Regions from separate parts of the Mus musculus genome. Here region 2 is linked to region 1. A link is a contact called in public Hi-C data. All regions are on one chromosome and are shown on one strand. The core of a region is the stretch at or near the end of the contact, and the rest is flanking DNA. Distances in the headings are between cores, read along the strand shown. Region 1 overlaps Mrps27 (mitochondrial ribosomal protein S27). Region 2 has its middle 91 kb from the start of Gm24471.

Region 1 (7,830 bases), core at 2,297-4,796:
CAGAGCTGGAGAGATGGCTCAGCGGTTAAGAGCACTGTGTTCTTCCAGAAGTCCTGAGTTCAATTCCCAGCAACCACATGGTGGCTCACAACCATCTGTAATGGGATCGGATGCCCTCTTCTGGTGTGTCTGGCGACAGCTACAGTGTACTTATATACATAAAATACATCTTTTTAAAAATCTTAAACATGTATCTTCTATATGTTCCAGCAACTCTACTACAAATTTACCCCAGAGAAAGAAAGGACACTATACAAAGATGGACACACAGGTGTTCTTAGTAGCTGGACTGCTATGGCTGCTAGAGCAGAGCCCTCATGGGTGCCAAGTCATCTCCCCATTGTAATAGAGATGGTGGCAATCACGCAGACCACTCCGGGAATGGTAAGCCACAGCTAGGCGAGTATATGAGCTGTATTCCTGTTACAGCTCCAGGCTAAAAGATCAGGGGGGAGAAGAGTAGACTCAGGAGTAGTAGAGGCCAATGCTCTCGCTCTTCTCACCAAGCCCTCATGAGCATCTGGTGAGGCATGAACCAAGTTGGCCCATTTGCTCTTGTCTAGTACAGAGCGCTGACTATAGTTAAGAGTCTTCCCAGGCTTTCGGTGAGGATGGGTAAATAAAGACAGCCACAGCAGCAGCCGGGTTAGAGCGCTGTCCCTGAAAGTAGTTAAGGGAACTGTTCCTGAAAACACTCTAGGAACTGTTTGCTGCCCTTTGACCTTTAGACATAAAAAAAAAAAAAAAAAGTTGGAGTTTCATAGAGACCAAACAATATGGGTTGGTTTGGGTTTTTTTGTTTGTTTTTTGTTTTGAGACAGGGTGACAGGGTTTGTCTGTATAGCCCTGGCTGTCCTGGAACTCACTCTGTAGACCAGGCTAGCCTCGAACTACCCGGCTCCAAGCAATATGTTAACAGAAAAATTTAAGATAGTTGTTGAACAAAATCTCTAAGACCTCAAAAAGCTATTCCTGTGCAAGCCTGCATGCAGCTCACTCCTAAGGAGCCCTGACTTTCCCTCTCCCCGCTGGCACAAACATCTGTACAACTCCACCTTCCAAGGATCCGCCACAGTATTTATGAACACTGAAAAATGAAGCGATTTTGGTCCTTCGGTGGGCTGCCAAGCTAGGACCTGGAGACACACAGGCTGCCATCTGTCCCTTCCCAGCTGCTCCCGACCTGTCATCCGTCTCCACCCAGGGACTCCTGTTATCTAAGCAACGATGAAGGACGCCTGAGGCCGCGATACAGCAGCCTCCCTCTCATTACTGGGTGGCACGTTGCTCTCCGTGACCACACAGAGGTCCAATTCTGAGACAAGGATCCTCTCCTGGAGCTCTGCAGCCTTTTCTATAGTGACAGCAGATTCAACATTCTCCATGCTGCTCTCCAGAAACCACAGGCCACTTTAGAACTGTAAGCTCTCAGTAGAGAATCTGTTGTATAATTGGAGATTCCTGTCACCCTTCAGGAATGACTGTTAATGCTGCAGATTAAATAACCACTTATGATCACTGATGCTTCTAAGTAACGGGAACAAGTTTCATTTCACCACCACAGTCCCCCAAACGATGCAGAAGCCTAAGTGAGCTTTTGCAAATATCCTCACTAAAGAGGTCACCAAAAAGGAGGGCAGAAGTGTCACGGCTAGAGCTGCATGCTGTTAGCGTAGCCATCAAATGCTAACATGGGAACATCAAAAGCTCACTGTCACAATACAGATAGTGGCTTTTGTCGATGGCGTGTTTTTTCCTATGGCATGTACATCTGTAGTTTTGTCTCCTAAAAATGGAGACACATTCGGCCTCCATGTTCACTTCTCTAAGTGTGGACGGTAAGCATGGAGGGGGTATGTGTCCAGCTCAGAACCCGATTAGCAGGCCCAGGAAAGGTGGTCTCCAAAATGGAAAAGGCATGTTCACTGTATGAAACTTTATGGGCGCTCATCAGTGTTCCAAAGGAGATAAAGAACACTACAGTTCTCAGAATAAACAGTGGAGTAGTCCACAGACTCCCAACGCTCCAGGCACTTCCTTTTATCTGTAATCCTAACTTCCCCATCACTCTGCACTCTGTATCACACTCTTGAATCCTTCTCCCACAGTTCCCTTAAGAGCAGTTATACCCCAGCCTGGTCCTTCACGATAGGCTTGCTCTGGGAGACCTGCTCAGGACAGGCAGCACCTTGCCCTCTCACACCTTGCTCACCGCTTAGGCAATCTCAGTCTTAGACTGTCAGTCAAACAGAGCCACAAAGCTCACGCTTACGAACCCTGTAGGTGACAGACAGTAAAAGCGGGAAGCCTTTTCCCTCTCAAAAGGCAGCAAAACAGTAAGTCGGCAACACAAATCCTCTGCCCAGAAGAAAAAGAAAAGGTTTGTAGCTTTTAGTTATTTTGAAAATGAGCAGAAGGTACGAAAGTTCTTAAGACAGAACAATAAATGTCCTCCCTCTATACTGACCGCTGACCGCCTTTGTGTCAGCTGCTGTTGGCTGACTATCCCTGTATCTTCACCTGCTGATGCGGCTGCAGCTGCTGCCTCACCTCACCACACACTGGGCACTGATGGTGCCAAAATAAAGCAGAAATGTCCCCACCCACCCCACCCCGCCCCCGCCCTATTCTCCAGAGAGTGGCGTGGGGCCTGAAGAATCTTCTTACACCTCAGCTCCAGGGGACTCCCAGTACCTAACCTCTCATTTGGAGGACAGAGTACCTATCGGCCACACACTTGGCCTCCTTCCCAGGGCAAGCTGGCATAAGGAAAGAGCGCGTTTGCATTACGGAACTCAGAGACAGACTGCTTCAGGGGGGCTGGGAAGGAAGCAGGAAGACCAGGCAAAAGAGCCTACTGCTCACAGGCCTGCCTCATAGGGGCCCTGGAGCTTTTGTCATCCTGAGCTCCTGGAGGGGGCCTGTGGATCCCCTCTCCAGACTGGTTTTTCCCAAGTGAAACCAATTACACCGAAAGACAAGTATCAAGATACTAAGAAGTTCCGGATAAGGCAGTCCGCGCTGCGTCCTCAGTGCAGCAGACCCAGAGCAGAAGCAGTCTAACTACTGGCCGCTGTGAACGCAGTTGTAAGGGAGCTGCTACAAATGAAAAGAATCAAGGATTTTAATTGGTGTGAACGACAAATGATGCAAATAGTACAGGCATCTGTCATTTATACTCACAACAGAAGAAAATGCTAGGCATTACTGAGATGCTAAAATGTCATTTTTTATGCTTTCCCAACTTGCAGATCTCTATAAATATTCTTTGCAGACTCCAACATAAAAAGCAGATGGAGGCATGAGCTCTCTGGCAGAGGCAAAGGGCCTGTGGAAGCCCAGTTGGACCTCTCCCTCTCTCTGGTCCTCATCTTCCTCCAGTCAGGCCCCAGGCTTCTCAGAGGGGCTGCAGACCACTCCCAGAGAGAACATATTACACCCTTGAAGAGCAAGCCAAACCACACCCATGCATCAGGTCTGTCTCAGGTCCCTCTTCCTGGGTCAGTTTCTCTTTTGAATGCCTTACTTCAGCTGAAGCTTCAGTTACAACCCCACAGCTGGTGCTCTGAGTCAGCCGGCTTTCCAAGTGCTTGCTGACGGACTCCTGGGCTCAGTTTTAACCTTCCCTCTGACTGAGTCACCTTTATCCTTACTTTTTGAATTCTCCCTTCAGATGTAGAGAATCACAGTTTCCAGATTTTTGTCAACGGACTGACTGCCTTAAACACCCGCAGTTTACTGTGGTAACTAGATCATTCTTTTCCTTCATGTTTCATTTTGTATCACAAAGAGTGGATCCCAGTGTGGGCGGCTCCCAGAGAGTAGTGCATAGCCCCCACACATATGTCCCTTCAGCTGTCTCCAAAGCAGCCTTCCTATAGAGATCCCTGGCACCCTGAGATACTGCATGCCCACACTTTCCTGTCTGTGATGTCTAGAGACTTCATGTGTACTCCTGGGAAGAGATGAGAAGGTGCTATGTGCCACAAGTCCTAGGAACTGCAGGAGCTTGAGAGCTACCCATGCCCAGACCCACAGCACCAAGTCCATCAGCCTTCTCCTGGACAGTTAAACTACGGTGGTGGCTACAGGCTGTGACAGGGAAGGAGGGAAGCCTATGCCATGGTAGCAATCAGAATTACTCTGAGTCAGTGGTCACCTTCCTAATACCGTTCCTCATGCTGTGGTGACCTCCAACTATAGAATTATTTTCACTGCTACTTCATAACTGCAATTCTGCTGTTATGAATCGTAATGTAAATATCTGTGTTTAAAAATGGTCTTAGGTGGCCCCCGTGAAAGGGTCATTTGATCCCCAAAAGGCTAGAGGTGGAATTGCTCAGGGAGTAAGAAATGCTGCAGGCAGGACAGCCAGGAGTTGAAGGCTCTCTATGATGAAGACGTTGCTTGATATTCCTTAATGGTAGGCCTGTGTTTTTAAGGTCACTCTGAGGTCAAAAGTCACTCTGTAAGGATGTGAGCCACAATAACAACAGAAGGCCTAACTAGTGGAAGTTTCTCAAAGACCAGGTCTCTGATGGCCCAGCTTAACCCCCGACTTCAGATACTCCAGAGAAACTCCAAGGTGCACGCCTCTAATCTCAGCACTCGGGAGGCAGGGTCAGGCAGATTTCAGAGTTTGAGGCCAGCCTGGTCTACAGAGTGAGTTCCAGGACAGCCAGGGCTATACAGAGAAACCCTGTCTCGAAAAACCAAAAGAAAAAAAAAAAGAGTAACGCTCTAACTCTTCATTCTTATAAGCCTTTCCTGAGGCCTTAACATGTTTTGTATATTCCTCTTAGGCTGGGAAGCAGGGTCATTTAGACAATAAGTATATCATTATCACTATCCTTGCATGGCTTACCTAGACTCTTAACACACAGAAGTATCTACAAAGTCACAAAAATGTTTCAAAAAAGCTAACTCTTATAATGAAAAAGAGGAATCAGAGCTGCTTGGAGTTAAGAGTCTCAGGCATGGTCTACATGGAAAAAGACGACAGCAAAGACATGAATCTTTGTTTCTGTTCTGGACTGCATGCAACTGAGTTCATCTCACACACACACACACAAACACACACAAACACACACACACACGCATTTGTATGTGTGCATATACACAAACTTCTCAGTACCACAAAAGAAGAAGAAAAAACCAAACCCCGGGTGCTGAAAGTGAGTGTGAAGCCAGAGTGACGGAAAAGCTTACTTGTAAAGATAGTACTCTGCAGAATCTAGATCTTCTCGGGATGCAATGTTGTCCACAAACTAGAGGAGAAAAACAATTCTTGGTTGAATACAAATTACGCCACATGTTTGATCTAGATCACGTGCTTATCTTTAAAAGGTATGCACGCACTCTTTTTATTGGAACGAGGCTCCTGTGGTAGTACTCCTTTCTGAAAACGCTTCACATTGGTAAAAACAAACAAAAGGCACACTGTAGCTTCTCTTCTCTGTACTTCTATATTTGGTCCAAAACAAAACAAGCAGCAAGAAAGCACCATTAAAAGCCAAACCCAAACCTTGCTCATACAGACAAGAGTGTCTCATGGAACTGTTTACAGACACTGTCGCCTTTATTGTCTTTCCTCTCCACCCTATACTCCAAACACATGGAACACAAAGTAGAAATGGCGGAGATTCATTTTTAAAATAAATAGAACTCATTTTTATCTTCTGTTCATTAGTGTTTTCTGTTCCTGCATGTGTGAGGGTGTCAGAAGCCCTGGAACTGGAGTCATGGGCAGGCGTGAGCCACCATGTGGATGCTGGGAATTGAACCCAGGCCCCCAGCAAGAGCAGCCAGGGCTCTTTTCCATCAAGCCACTTCTCCAGCTCCGAAATGGTGGAGATTCTTAACTCTGCAACAACAGTGTTCAGAACACTAAAATCTAAGTGGAGGGATTCCGTTTTAGCTGTTTTGACTCTGATTTTAGTGTTGATATGAAGCAACCGTTTTAGGACTGAGGCTTCTTCAAGCTATAAAATCTACTGAGCATTGATTGGTGCTGTGGACGCAGCTCATTGGTAGAGAGTACTTGACCAGCACTCGGGAGGCTCCAGATTCAATCACCAGCACTTGAAAAACAACCTGTGGAAACTCTAAGAGTCTGTTCTTTACCTACGATCTAAATGAGCAGGAAATACTCCCCAGGGTGGATTCTGCTCAGAGGTGGGAGATCTCAAGTCGGAAGACAGAATAGGAGACTAGGTGTGCTGTGAGTGTAACTAAAGCCTCATGAACAGAGAGAGAAGGGAAAGAAAAGGGAGACTTTCTAAAAATAAGCAGGCCCCCTGGGTTTGATTTAGAAATCCATTAAAGGGCAGATAACATGAGGTGCAAACACCAGCCCTGAGCCTGAAAAGCAGCTCTCCTGATAGCATGCTCTGGCACAAACAGATGGCACGGGCCCTCTGGGACTCAGCTGCTCCATCTGGATCAACAGCTACAGGCTTCCGTCCTGACGAGGTTCAGGTTGGAACATGCACACAAAAGCTCTTTAAAGTTCCAAGTGTTGTTTAAATGAAAATCGGGTATTTCAGCCCCCAGAGGGGGAATCACCCTGAAAACAATGGCCTCTCAATCTTCTCCACTGTGGGGGATCTTAGTCCCCAAGTCTAAGGAGTGACAACTGAACAGTTTCTCTAAGAGGACACAGGGCACAGAGAAGGGATCAGGGATGGAGGGAAAGACTCTTCCCTTCCCCTCATCTAGATTTAGTAGCTCTTGACTGAAGGACCCTGCTCACTTCTACAAAAGGTGTTTCCAAGATCTCATCACCTCTGAGGAAGATACAACCACTCTCAAGTTGGGGATGGGGAAACCGGAGAACACTGCTGCCCAGTATGGGAACCTGCTCTTGTCTTGATGGTGATTTCAGGTGGACTTTGATGTTCCAGCCTTTCTGCCTACATGCTGTGTGCATCTGCAAAGTTACCTCATCGTTTGTGCCTTACAAATACCACACACATCTCTCTCATGGCTGCTGTGGAAATGAACACACATGATGGATGCATGGCGAGAAACTACAAGAATGGCTGCTATGGAGGTGCCCTGTGGTGGTTCCTACAATCACTACTCCCAGTTGCTGGCCTCACAGTTCTCCTAGCCATTACCCAGCGGCAGTCAAGTTCACCGCTAGTATCCAGTCTTCCGCGGATGTTACCCGCTACTGAAAATATGTTCACTGCTATGACACTGAAGGATATATTAACTTTAAAAACACAGAATAATATGATCCGAGGAAAATAAATAAATCAGTGATTACTAACTTGAGTCTGGTATATTTATTTCCTTACATTTCAGCCACCACAGCACAAAATATCTACTGGTAATTATAAAAACATACTACACTGTGGAAAGTTATTCCCATGTGACTACTGTTTCTACAGCCCAGCCCAGCCTACAGTCTTGATTGCTTCCTTCTTTGAAAGTAGGTTGGAAATGTTCTTACCCGTGATATTGATAAAGAACTAACAGGCAATTTTCTTTCATACGCTTTGTCCATTAAGGATGCAAGATCAGCTGTGAAGACAGAAGACAAAGAACCCTGTTAAATATACACATTTCTCCAGGAAAATCTAACAGCTCTGACTCCTACCAGATGGCCGAGAACGTCACAAAGTCAGCGTCTAAACAGGTGCTCACTCTTGCTCTTTTTAAAAATTGAGGACAACTATTGAGTCAGTTTTAAATAATTTGATGAACTAGAGAATACAAGCACTTGGGAGGCAGAGGCAGGCGGATTTCTGAGTCCGAGGCCAGCCTGGTCTACAGAGTGAGTTCCAGGACAGCCAGGGCTATAGAGAGAAACCCTGTCTCGAAAAA
Region 2 (7,830 bases), core at 3,829-6,328, 420 kb before region 1:
CAAAATTAGACCTTTGAGGAAGAGCTTCCTCATAGGAGGGGGTGGGAAAAAACAAGGGTAAGTGACAAAGAGAGTTGACAGGATCTAATTGATTGAAAGAAATGGGACAGTGAGAGGGGGAGGGGATGAGGGAGAGAGAGAAAGAGAGAGAGAGACAGAGAGAGAGAGAGACAGAGTGAGAGAGACAGGCAGAGAGAGAGACAGAGACAGAGAGAGACAGAGTGAGAGAAACAGGCAGAGAGAGAGACAGGCAGAGAGAGAGACAGGCAGAGAGGGAGAGAGAGATTAGTGTTTAAAGTACATTTATTCAGCAACAATGATATTCTTTAGAATTATGTGGTGAGAAACCAAGTTTCTCAGTGTTTTCAAATCCTTGGCAAGTTACCTCTCATGGAGATTCAGGGACAATACATTAACATTCCCAGGAATTCTCAGAGACTTCAAAGTTCTCACTTTAAACAAACTTTTGAAAATCCTCACACTCAAGTATTATTTGGACAGCTAAATTTCACGTTAACGTTTAGAAAGGAGAACTTAGTACAAGTTCTTGGAATGAGTCCTTATGGTATATCACATTATCAGTACAAACTAAGGCCTTAACTGGGCAGTGCTCACGTGGGGTTCCACGAGAGGCTGTTATGCTATGGGGAGACCTAGATTTTAACGTCTGGTTTTTATCATTTGAAAATTCCTGTAGGCTGCAGTTCTTTGTCAGTACCACTTCAGAATGTATGGTTTATAAGTACTCAAAATATTTGGTATGTTTGAAGAAACATGCCATGGGACCATGTGGATAGAACAGTGCAGATGTGCTTCTTTGGATGTGGGGGCACATATATGTAATCCTAACACTCCGGAGGATGGTGAACTCAAGGCCAGCCTGGGCTAAATAGTAAGACTAGCCTGAGCTATATTTGGAAACTCTGTCTAAAGAAACAACAAATAAAAAACTAACACCCCAGTCCCACAATTCTTTTAGTCACTAAGACCCTCCAGGAACAACGTTTGGTTAAATCTCACCTATGCTTCTTATTTGGGTAAGTTTTTGTACTTCTCTGACCTTGATTTATCCATCTGTGAGTTGGGAGCAATACTTACTCCTTAGTAGCTGATATGCTCATACAGCTCTTAAGGCACGACAGCTCCATTGGTTATGTTTGTATAACTCCTCAGAGCTGTGGCCACGCAGGTAGGTACATCCTAAATGGCTTGCATTTGCATGTGTGTAGAGTCAGAATGAGCCGGTTGACATCTTTTTTATTTTTATTTTCAGTTTTTAATTAGAAATTTTCTTTATTTACATTTCAAATTTTATCCCCTTTCCTCATTTCCCTTCTGAAAATCCCCCTATCCCATCTCCTCTCCCTGCTCACTAACCCACCCACTCCTGCTTCCCTGTCCTGGCATTCCCCTACACCGGGGCATTGAGCCTTCACAAGGCCAAGGGCCTCTCCTCTCATTGAGGTCCCACAAGGCCATTCTCTGCTACATATGTGGCTAAAGCCTTGAGTCCCTCCTTGTGTACTCTTTGGTTGGTGGCTTAGTCCCTGGGAGCTCTGGGGGTACTGGTTGGTTCATATTGTTGTTCCTCCTATGGGTCTGCAAACCCCTTTAGCTCCTTGGGTCCTTTCTCTAGCTCCTCCATTGACATCTTGACATCTCCAGTTGACATCTTGAGATGCCTTTGTGCCTTCTGATTCTTCACAACTGTGAAGATTCTGTAACAATTAGTCAGCTTCGTGTAACGGTAAAAGCCAGGCTGTCTCCTGGGTTGTCTGGAAGGAGGCTGAGATAGGAAATGCTTGCAAACAGCTCCTAATCGTATTAGATCACTTGACAGTTTTGCATGAGCCATAAGTTGATAAACGAGGAAGGCCGGTCACTGTCGCAGTTATTAATGAGAAAAGCTACCGTCTTTATGGTAATGCATTTTGATGAGGGAGAAAAAAAATCACCTCCGGCAGAACCCATAAATGTGCAGTTGCTGCCTGGTTACTGCCTCTGCCCTTTTCTGGGCTTGTGTCAGAGAGGAGACACAGGCACAGAAATACAACGATGAGCCCTGAAGCCACACCTTCTGAGAAGCAGGCTTAGGGCAGACCATGTCACACATTGAACTCAAGGCTACTCTGCCTTTCTCGGCCAGGCCTCCTGAGACAGCTTGAAGTGGGTTTAAAAAAAAAAAAGATCATGTGCTTGGCCTTGCAAGACTTCAGTAGAGAAATTCAGCATCTGATAGGCTTACCTCTCTGCCAGTCTTTGACATGAGGCGATATCATTGGAAGAGGCAGTGAGGTTTTGACTGGGAGGGAGGGACATGTGCCGTAGGAGGGAGTGCTGGCCAGCATGCAGACTTTCTTACTGCTAAAGATGAAAGAGAAGTGATTATTATTACTCAACATATGTCCTAGTTACCATGGAAGGAGCCATGGGTTAGAAGTTCGATTGCCCTACCACTAAGTGGGTTTGCCTTTGGACACTAAGTGGGTTTGCCTTTGGACACTAAGTGGGTTTGCCTTTGGACACTAAGTGGGTGGGCCTTTGGACACTAAGTGGGTGGGCCTTTGGACACTAAGTGGGTGGGCCTTTGGACCAGGCCAAACTGACAGCTGTAGTACCGATTCTCTCTGATGTCCGAATCAAAATGGCTCTAGCTTAGGCTCTGATGGCTTACTGTGCTTTGCTATTCTAAAATTCACTTTCTTGGAGAAATGTTGCTAATGATGAAATGAACAAACAGACTGTTGGTTCCAGCTCAGGAGCCTGGGTTTCTTTAGCACCAGGGTTTTAAAACCCCTAGTACTTTAGCTGGGGCCATACACACAGCTCAGTGTTAGAAGTTACTGTGCAAGCATCAGACCATATCTTCAATTCTCAGATACAGTAAAGCTCACAGTACTTGTAGAAACCATCGCTTTACTTTATATACCCTTCCACATGCCCAGAAAAACACCATCTCTTTTTGCCTACTTACCCACTCCTAAGCCTTTCTGTTGGATGTTAGGAACCCATTGTAAGACAAGGATGACCCTTGAAGCAAAAACCAGGCCCAAATATTCTGGGTAGGAGCTAAGTGGACCAAAATAGCTCACAGACCCACAAGTTGCAGAAAAGATGAGACGGAAGATGCAGGCTCTTCTTTCCCCCACCCATGACCCAAGAACACTGTGAACTTGGTAATAGGATATGCTTTTAGGAGGCAGCCTCGCTATTTTAGAAATGGGTTTTGTAGCTGCTATGTAAAATCAGCATAGCTATTCACCAAGCAAATCAATGAAAAAAATACCATGTGCCAATTTGTGCTGGAGAACCACAGCTCCTCAAGCAATTACCAAGGCTGGCAAGATTGCACACTTTCCACCCACACCTGGAGAGTCCTGGTTTATTTTTAGGTAGTTGTGTCTGGGTTGGGCAACGGCTGTGCTGGAAGAGTTTCAACCTGTGCTGACTGACCTGTTCACATGAAACCACCTTTCTTCTACACTTGGAAGAAACCCATAACCCATAGTTATTCATCTCTTCATTTTCCTACTCTTTCTTCTGAAACACATTCTTACTTGCAACAGCATCTTACCAGGGCACTAGGCTACAAAAGATAGTGTGTGTGTGATGTGTGTGTGTGTGTGTGTGTGTGTGTGTGTGTGTGTGTGCTGGTGTGCATGCATGTGGTGGTAGTAAAGCAGTTTCTCAGGGCTGTTATGAGAATCTGCCATATACTGGTGGCTTAAAACAACTGGTAGTTATTGTTTCAAAGTTCAGGAAGCTGCACACCTGAAAACAAGATGTCAATAGGGCCGTGCTCACTCCGAAGGCTCTAAAAGAGAACCCTTTCTTGATTGGCCAGTTTCTGGTGTTTGTTTCTGATCTTTAGCATTTGGGGCCCTGGAGATGAATCACCCAACTCTTGTCTGTGTCCACACTTAACATTTTCTTCTGGGTCTATGCTTGGACTTTTTTTTTTTTTCATATAACAGCACCAATCACTGGCTCAGAGTCCACCCCAAATCACTAACTTCTTTTAAACTTGATTGTATCTTCAAAATGCGTCTTTCCAAATAAGATTGAATTCACAGTGCTTAGGATATTGAACATGTCCTCTGGGAGGACATAATTCAACTGGAAATAGGAATTATTGTTTTGGCAGTCATTTCACCCCAAGGTCCATATGGCTTCCTCCCGCACTATAGAGACTGGAAACCTTGGAATTATGTTCCCCAGAATCCCTCAGCATCAGAGCTCTGTTTTATAGTCTCCCAATGACAGAAAGTCATGCAATGAAGGAAGAAGAGAATAGAAGTTCTTGCTCCTGAGGGAGCATCACCAAGCAAACATGGTTGATCAATGGCAGATGTGGGATTACTGCAATAACTTCCATGTGCCCTCCTCAAGTTGCCTCTCTTGTTGTTGAAGAAAGCTGAGATCATTGCTGGTCACTGTGCAATCCCAGACTTCTTGGAAGCATTTGGTTTCTCTCTGTGGCCTTTGCCTCCTCGGTCCTCCTAACAGTTTTAACAGCTTCCTCCTTCCTCTGAAACCCCTCGAGTGGTGCCTGCTTTTCTGAGTAGGTATTGCGGTATCTTCTTGAAGTGATATCTGAGAACTTCCACAGTTTAAATTCCAACCTGCCTGAGAGCCCTCTCAGACTACTGGGCAGTTGGGAAATGTCTTACCCCTCAGTGACCGGTGAGCCTGCAGAGTGACTCGCGGCTGTCATAATCCGCCCAACCAAAGAGTCGGAATGAGGTTTCTCTGGAAAAGTTTACAATCATCAGGGGTCAGTACACACGAGGCTAGGTTACAGTGGAAAAAGCAAATGATGGTGCTCTTCGGTTGCCATGGAAACTGCAAAGGCAAGCATATGTGTCAGTTCTTTGGTTCAAAACCTTCTCTGGCTCCCCGTTGCCTGATGAATTAAGCACCAACCCTGGTACTCAGGATGCGTGTGGTAGATGCACTAGAATAAGAGGCTCGTGCTGACAAGGCTTTCATCGCTCCATCTTTGCTGCTGTACCTCTGGCAAGTTTTAATACTTCTTAGCAAGTGTGTGAGTGTCTGTGTCTACACTGCTGTGAAGCTAGCTGCTTGTCTGTTCCAGCTACCTTTCCCTGGCTTTCGCTACCCATTTGTCTGTACTGCCTCTCTTTGAACCGCTTTCCTCTCTCACCTCTTTCTCGTGACAAATCCTATCTTTTAAGGCTGATTTTGTAAACCCTTCTCTCTGTGAATCATTTTCTGGCTTTTGGCTTTCGTTCTCCATGGGTGGCCTGGTTGGGTTCTTAGGTATGCTTGAAGAAAAGTTGATAACCTTATTTTAGGGGACCAGTTTTAGGTTAACAGTGAAATGGAGTGGCCAGCCTGAGAGAGTCCCTGTATTCTCTCTTCCTGACATCTCTCCTCTTCCCTTCACATCACATGGCCTTCCTGTTCTCCTCTCCTCTTTTGGCATCAAGGGCATATGAAGAACTGCTCATTTGTTGTTGTCATTGCCTTAAATAGCTTTTTATAAATATGAGTGCATGTATACTTGCATGACAGAAGAGAGCATCAGATCTCGTTACAGGCTGTGAGCTACTATGTGGTGTGGGGACATCTGTGCTCTTAACCACTGAGTCAGCTGTCCAGCCCATTTTTTTTTTTTTACTTTTATTTTATGCACATTGGTGTTTTGCTGCATGCATGTCTGTGTGAGGGTGTCAGATCTTGGAATTACAGATAATTGTGAGCTGCCACGTGTGTACCATGTAGGTGCTGTGTGGGTGCTGGGAATTGAACCCAGGTCCTCTGGAAGAGCAATCAATGCACTTAACCACTGAGCCATCTCTCCAGACCCCAACTTTTGCTATTTTTAAGAGACAAAATCTTGCTCCATCTCCCAAGCAGAAGTTCCACTCCTACATGCAGTTCTCCTTGCTGCATCTTCCCAGGAAACAAGAGACCCTAGGCATGCGCTATCTCTAACACACACGACTCAAGCCAAATTTTGTATCAGTTCGTCCTATAGTCTCAAGAGGCTCCACAATAGACACAGACAGCAGGAAAAAGTTTCCCAGGCTCTTGCAAAAGGCACTGGCCATGAGAGGTCTTGGAACTCATCATGTATTCTACTGGGAGAAGGCTAGGGATCAGGTTAGGGTAGAAACCAGACACAAGTGGAGATCAAGCATATGGCCAAGACAAGCCAAAAGTGGAGTTAAAAATGTTGCAGAGGCCTTCCCTAGCCTGCAGGCGAAGAAACTAGGATCCTGCTAGTCCCAGGAACCTCTGTGGACATTATCATCTTCCTGTTTGAGATAGGAGGGGGTACTAGGACTCAGTTTTCTCATTCCTGACACTTGCTTTTACAGACAATTCTCTAGCTTTATTTATTTTTTGTGCTTAACGCAGCAGAATCCTGAAATGTAAAAGAAATCAAAGCAAGGCTGCTCCCATTGTAATGGAAATGAAAACCAGAGTGACCCCACCTCCACCCACTCCCCTCCCCCGCCCACCTCCCACCTTTCAAAATTTCCCTCAAACACATCTCAGGAAGCAACTCATAAACCACAGCACAGGGATGTGTTACATCTCCTAGCCACACCTTGAACTTGTTACTATAAATAAAACAGGATGTTACCATGGCAACCTGACAGTCTGTTGAAATTGCCCCTTATGGACCAAATTAGCCTGGATCGATAGTGCTTCCTGAATGCGGAATTACTTTCCTTTTGTTAAAAAAAAAAAAAAAGTTTGAACAAATTATAGAATAAAGCACTAGGGAAATGAGGTTGGAGTCGATGTTAGCTGCATCGCGCGGCAACGCCCACACAGGGTGTTCTTAGACACCTTAGAGTCGCTGAGCTGGTGCTCTCCAGGCCACCGCAGCTTTATTCACTGCTCTCTTCCGTGGCCTCTTCCCCAAAGGCAAGCCTTCCCCGCTGCTCGCATGTGTCATGAGAAAGGACACTTCTGTCTTTAACATCCTGCTTCCCCAGGCTCAGCTGTCCAGCGAGGAGATGCTGTCTTCAGAGATGGACAGGTTTTAAATGGCACTCCCCAAGCGGGCCGGGCAGAGTGGACCTCAGAGCAGATGTGGACCCAGACCTCACTCCAGGGAGGATTAGTGCTAGGGAAGCCATTAGTGAGCCCTGGAGCCTGAGACCTTCTGCAATTGTTCCTGTGAATTCTTACCCCAGGCAAAAGCCAAGGAAACTAGTGCTGAGCTTGGCTGAATTTTGGGTGTGTATATTTGAGCGTCTACACAAAGCCCCGAGCCTCAAACAGTCTTCCAATTGACTCGGTACCTGAAATTGTGTGCCTTTTATTTAAAATAAAGGAGCATACTCCCGGGGAAGGCAGTGATTTAAGTAAATACTAGGAATTTGTCAGGATAGATTGTTGATGGGCATTATGGGTGTGGGAGGACAGAGGGCACTCACCTACCTTTTATAACATCCTGGCCTTTGTAACATTCATATTACAGTGTTGTAAGGTTTTATCTGTGTCTTTATGTTTTTTTCTCATGACTTCTTTCCCACATCTTCCTCTGCCTTCCTCAGTAATACCAATCCAGCATTTTCTATATTGTATGTAGTTCCAGGCTGTGAACCGTGGGCTTCAAGTTAGGTAGTTCTCTTTTAGCTTTATTTAAGCAAACTAGTCATCTCTCTGAACTATGTCATCACAGAGCATTCAAGAATTTCACAGTTAGGGTGGTTTCAAAGGGTCAGTTAGGGACTCCCAGTTCACAGAAGCTCTGGGGATCAGAGTGGAGAAAAAATGTCTGTGGGACTGGGCGGGTTGTGGAGATGCTAAGCAACTAGCTTATAGGAATCACATGCTATTCATATCTGG

Evidence for each region. A called contact is a pair of places that touch in the nucleus more often than the background predicts.
Region 2: a Hi-C map of myocytes shows a contact between it and region 1, with 1.9 times the contacts expected there. The contact joins two enhancer-like sites. A contact is called at or near these places in 3 of 484 Hi-C or Micro-C datasets (the N1E-115 cell line, embryonic stem cells and myocytes), 1 of 115 datasets of contacts at active chromatin or transcription factors (large pre-B cells) and 1 of 9 other capture datasets (embryonic stem cells).

The regions. Positions count from the first base shown.
Region 1 is chr13:99,362,662-99,370,491 of GRCm38.p6, reverse strand. It overlaps Mrps27 (mitochondrial ribosomal protein S27), which reads right to left. Exons shown (of 11, transcript NM_173757.3): 3 at 7,457-7,527; 4 at 5,209-5,267. Among named protein-coding and RNA genes, the nearest start is that of Mrps27, 22 kb to the right of the region's middle. Within about 2 kb of position 3,546, at least 36 of the 459 cell types and tissues checked have an H3K27ac peak or open chromatin away from gene starts, as enhancers often do. A contact at or near this core is called in myocytes, where this site is marked.
Region 2 is chr13:99,780,054-99,787,883 of GRCm38.p6, reverse strand. No RefSeq gene overlaps it. Among named protein-coding and RNA genes, the nearest start is that of Gm24471, 91 kb to the right of the region's middle. Within about 2 kb of position 5,078, at least 32 of the 459 cell types and tissues checked have an H3K27ac peak or open chromatin away from gene starts, as enhancers often do. A contact at or near this core is called in myocytes, where this site is marked.